2 separate regions of the Gossypium hirsutum genome follow, and region 2 is linked to region 1. The links are chromatin contacts, called in public Hi-C maps. All regions are on one chromosome and are shown on one strand. The core of a region is the stretch at or near the end of the contact, and the rest is flanking DNA. Distances in the headings are between cores, read along the strand shown.

The links. Hi-C and Micro-C count contacts between places; a contact is called where the count stands out from the background.
Region 2: a contact with region 1 is called in a Hi-C map of leaf, with 1.9 times the contacts expected there. The contact joins the promoter of LOC107954601 here to the promoter of LOC107954559 in region 1. A contact is called at or near these places in 2 of 34 Hi-C or Micro-C datasets (both in leaf).

The regions. Positions count from the first base shown.
Region 1 is chrD07:26,537,976-26,540,675 of Gossypium_hirsutum_v2.1, reverse strand. LOC107954559 (probable plastid-lipid-associated protein 11, chloroplastic) reads right to left here and starts at 1,369. Exons shown (of 5, transcript XR_001699608.2): 1 at 507-1,369; 2 at 355-420; 3 at 1-56. It overlaps LOC107954560, which reads right to left. Exons shown (of 9, transcript XM_016890158.2): 6 at 2,552-2,604; 7 at 2,397-2,461; 8 at 2,248-2,306; 9 at 1,828-2,093. The coding sequence ends at 2,004.
Region 2 is chrD07:26,914,116-26,916,815 of Gossypium_hirsutum_v2.1, reverse strand. LOC107954601 reads right to left here and starts at 1,259. Exons shown (of 5, transcript XR_005915871.1): 1 at 775-1,259; 2 at 1-666.

The sequences.
Region 1 (2,700 bases), core at 120-2,619:
CATCCCTGATATCCTTCACAACTCGTATCTCATCATCAAGGTAGACAGTTTCAAACCTATACAGAATCTTACAATCAGAAAAACACTTCTCGGCTTTCTCAAAAAGAACAGGAAACCGTATCCATAAGAAATTGCCATCAAACACAAGAAAATATTCACTATCAGTATTAAACATGTTTTTACCGAATTGCAACTTAAGAAAAGGCATCAAGGAGGAGTGGACCTTATTGTCAAATGCTAAACTTGGAACCCAGAGTTCCTAATGTAAATCAAGACCTAAAATTATGTATTACTGCAAAATAAATGAGAATTACTACAGTCAATAATATATATAAAAAAGATACAAGTACTCACCAACCCTGCCCAAATGGAGGCAATGGGAACTCCCAGTTTTTCCCCCTGAGAACCGCACTCGTAAACCTACAAATTCAAAATCCAATTTTGTTCAGTCGTTAAGCGAGAGGAAAAGAAGGAAAAGTAGGTTTTGCAGAAGAAGAAGTAATTACTTGAAATTCACTCTCTGGGACGACGCAATTTCAATGCTGGACCGAACGAAGAAAACTCCGTCGGGTGGAAAGGTAATGACGTTATTGAGAGTCTTGTTGTCGACGTCTATGACCTGCAAAACGTCGCCTGCTTGAGTACCGAAGAGGTAAGCTTTCTCTATAATGAAGAGCTGCTCTTTCTCCGTAGTCCATAGAAGCCGCCACGTGGCGGATAGGGAGTCGCCTGTGGTGACAGTATTGCGGCCCAGAACGGCCATGGCATCAATGGCTTTGATTATTGAATCGCGTTTGTTAGTGTCGTTTTGGGTTTTGAGACCCCGCTCCTGGTCGGAGATGAGATTGAGGAGGTGGTGTTTGGCTGATTGGGATTGGGTAGTGAGGGAGGAGCATGTGATTTTAGGTTTAGGATTATGAGGAGGCCGTGGTTTTTGTTTGGTGGTAGTGGAGACAGTAAGAGGAGACGATAGAGTGAGAGCTGCGAGTGACATGGTGATTGGGTTTCTCTATTTCTTCGCGCCACCACCAACAGATTAAAAAAAAAATTGAAATTTGTGGTTCAAACACAGTGGGAATTTGGGGGATAAAACTGTAATCAATGGCGTCCAATCTCCCAATTTCAATTTTCTGGGCCAACCCAAAATAGATGTTTATGATTGGTTGGGATCGACACCAGTAACCGAGGAATACTATACGTGAATTGAAGGCTTTTTCCGATTTCTTGCTTGCTTGTCTCCTGCCTGACATTGTTCTAGGATGGCATGGCGGCTTCATAGCTCTGTGTCGTTGCCTGCTTTCACCTTTCAAATGCATGTGAGCTTAGAGCTTATCTGTCTGTTTTTTAACATTTTACAAAGAGAAGCTCATACTTGAGCCGATGGTGAAATTTTGCTAATTAAAAGATTTACCGCGAAACTTGCTGAATACACAATGTTGTGTTTTTCTTCTTCTTTTTAATCAAGTATTCCTGCTGATTCAAGATTTAATATTCATCTTAATTATCAATTTTACAGTTATAAAAATAGACTACAAGTATACCAAATACTTTAACTTATTTTTAAATAATAATAATATAACCATAAGAAAATGAAAATACTTAATTCAAATTTATTTTTGAAAAAGATATAATTGAAAGAACTATAATATATCACTTGCTTCCCTTTGTGATTAATAATTTATTTTTCTCACAACCCAGACATAGGGTTAATGACATATTCGTGCTGGTTTACTACAATTCTATTTCCATAGATTGGACCAAACTAAGAGGCCTTGAGACCTTCTAAGTTCAGAAACCAAGGCCCTAAAAATGGAATACTAAAATTCATGTAGGAAGTTTGTTTATTTTATACATGTTCCCCGACGTGTAAACATCAGGCTCCAATTAAAATTTGAATACAATGATAGAACCTCCACCCAAAATGTACTCACTCAAAACATCTTGTGTTAGTGATGAAAACAGTGACATGTGAACTTAACAAAATAGCAGGGACAGGAGATGCATCAAACTGCAATTCCATGATTACTAATTTTTGAAACCTCCTTTGTCAAAACATTCCGTTCTCGCTTTGCCTGAGACGCAAGGTTGGAAACCTGCAAATCAATTATTCCATATAAGCAATGTTTCCAAGGAAAACAGCAGCAGTCATCCAGGTTTATGGTCTATGCATTTCATTATATGACAATCAATATACTTATATATATATATTCAAAAACCAAGTCCATTCATAATATTCGGAGAACATACCTGCGATCGAAACCGAGATGCTTCTCTGCTTGGAAGTTCTCCAAGGGTATCTTTTAGTCCTGATGCGACATAATATAAGGAAGTTTTCTCAGCCATACAAATGCTGAAAATAATTCAATGAACCTAATTGAGAGAAAGTACTTGAATACCTGCTGCTTGTCTTTCAATCTTATAAGCTGACTGAATTACACTTCGGATCTGCTTGCCCGCTTGCCTGAAACAAAATTGAATATGTCCAATGGCAATAATTAGCCTCAAGAGGCAGAAGTTAACATTACACTGCACTTCATTTGAAATTACAAACCTGAGTTTTGTCTGGCCACGGATCAGCTCGTCTTCGGCTACTGATGCACTTCGCTGGAAGCATAAATTTATGAAATATATTTCATATATGCTTGATTAAAGGACTTAAGTTGATCTAGGGAAATGATCCACTATAATTTGTGCAATACA
Region 2 (2,700 bases), core at 10-2,509, 380 kb before region 1:
TACATATTTGGAGGTCGGTGAATAATTTGGTGCCTCATTTTTGTAACTTGGCGAGGGGGTCCTTGTGTGCAGTAGCTTTGTGCCCGCTGTGTAAGGAAGAGCTGGAGAATTCTGATCATTTGTTGTGGTCATGTCGTATTTTGCAGAAGGTGTGGGTGTCGTTATCTGTGCAGATTCCTCTTTTCGATGATTCAGTGGGACACTCGCTCCGTTTTGTCAAATGTTTTCTGTAGCTGAGGAACATCAAAAACAATTAATTGTGATTTCTATTTGGAGTCTTTGGTTCTATAGAAACAAACTTATCCATGAAGGGGTTATTTTTTTGCTGCAGGAGGCTTTGGGGTTTATTCGGGGATATGTGCACAACAATCGGATTTATTCGATATCTCTCTGTTCCTATCCTAGATCTCTGACTAAGGAGATATGGAGACCACCAGATCTGGGTGTTACTAAGTTAAACTTCGATGCGTCTTATCTAAATACGGAAATGCTTGCTGTTACAGCTGTCCTAGCCAGAAATTCACAGGGTGAGATTATAGGGGCAGAAACTTATCTTTTTTCTGATGTTGTGGATGCGTTTGTGGCTGAAGCAAGGGCTTGCGAAAGGGCGTTAATCTTTGCGCGAAGAGGATGCTTTTCCAACGACTGATTGTGGAAGGCGATTCGCTGACAGTTATCAATAATGTTCAAAGGAAGGGGAAGGACAAATCGGTGCTCAGACCGATTACACATCATATATACATGTTAGGTATGGCTTTTGAGGAGGTTTCTTACCTTGCAGTGCCTCGATCGATTAATGAAGCGGCTCATTTACTGGCACTGGAGGGTCGTAGACGAAAGTTCTTTGGAGATTGGCTCACCGGTGTGCCAGATTCTGTCCGTGTTGCGGCTTTACAAGATCGCTTGGCTTGGGACCAACGGAACTGAGTTTCTGTTGTTGTGCTTTGAAAATGGAAGTGGATCCTTTGTGGGGCTTGTTCTCTTGTTCTTTCTTATTCCAGATGCTGATGATGAGGAGAGCTATGGCTGATATTGAGGGTAGGTCAGTGGTTTCTTGGCTTAAGTTTTGGCTTCTGATGGGTTGGTTCGATAGTTTCTAGGCATTTGATTGTTTGTTTCTTTGTTTCTTTATTTTGCTCTGTTTTTGTTTTTTCTCTGTTGGTGCTTGCCAACTGTCCAGTTTGTCGGTTCTGTTTTCTTTCTTTTGACTTTTCAGAAGCTGTTGTCATGAGCTATTCTTTTACATAATATCAGTCTATTTCATTCAAAAAAAAAATTATTTTGAGTTCAAATTGTGCAACATGAACTCCTTGCTCACTAAGTGAGTAAAAATCAAAATTATATAACAAATATATTTATAAAAAAAATTGATATAAATACTAATTGAAGAATGATAAAATTATATATAAAGATGTAATAACCAAACTCATTAAAAGATTCAATAGTAGAGATATTTGGCTGATGCAGGTGTTGAAATTTATAATATATAGTTGACCAATCTTGAATTAAGCTGTCTATTTTGGATGAACCTTAGAGGTGATAAATAATTACCAACGTAGGCTCTTAGATATTTTTTTGGGCAGTTTGGGTGGAGGCTATCGATCTGCAATAGTAAGAGCTAGGGTTAGCATAGACTAATTTTAGCCTAGAATCTAGATTATAGTAATTGGACTCACCATTGTTAAATAGCTGGAAATAAATAGGTTATCTAGCTTTTCCATAAAAAAAAAACCTAAATAGGGTTTGCAAGCTAACTTTTGGATACAGAATACTCCACTTTAGGATGAGTTCTCATAGATTTTTTCTAAATTAGAAACTTCGTCAGTAGTTTATGCATTCACTATGTTATTATAATCCAAGTTGTTTTTCTGCATGTGCACCTCTCTCTCTATATATAATTTCTCAGACTGCAACTTTTTTTTAACCCCACAAAAAAACATGCATACGTTCTGCGATGAAGACAAAATTATCATAAAATGTGAACAAAATTATCACAATATATGGGAAGTGTTGGTAAAAAAAAACACTCAGTAATCAAGAAAATTTTATGTATTTTTTTAGTGAATACACATCTTATTGAAAGATCAAAGCTATATTTATAAATACTAACAAATTTTTTTTAAAAAATTTGAAATCAAATCTAAATTTTGAAAATAAATCTTGTTACAACCGCATATCTTTGACTGATTCCTAGCAGATTCTTAGGCATAACTTTCAACATTCCTCCTTAACTCAGAAGATGCAACACCTAGTCTTTTTCATAGAAACTCAAATCTTGTTCTAGAAAGAGCTTTAGTTAAAATATCTACAATTTGAATTTTGGTATTGCAGTAGACAAGTTATAGTTCTCCTTCCTTCTGAACTTCCCTCAGAAAGTACAATTTTATTTTGAAGTGCTTTGTTTTTCCATGAAAAAACAGATCATTTGCAATGGATATAGCAACTTGATTGTTTATGACCACGTACCTTAGTACTCAGTTCTTGCTTCATATATAAATTTGTTAGCTACTTCCTAAGCCATAAAGCTTAATTTACGGTTGTGGCAGTAGCAACATACTCTGCCTAGCAGTAGATTGAGCTACTATGTCTTGCTTCATTGAACACCATGAGAAAACACCGTAATTGAAACTAAAATAGTAACCTAAAGTACTTCTCATATCATCAACACATCCAGCCCAATCATTATCAGAGAAACCATGA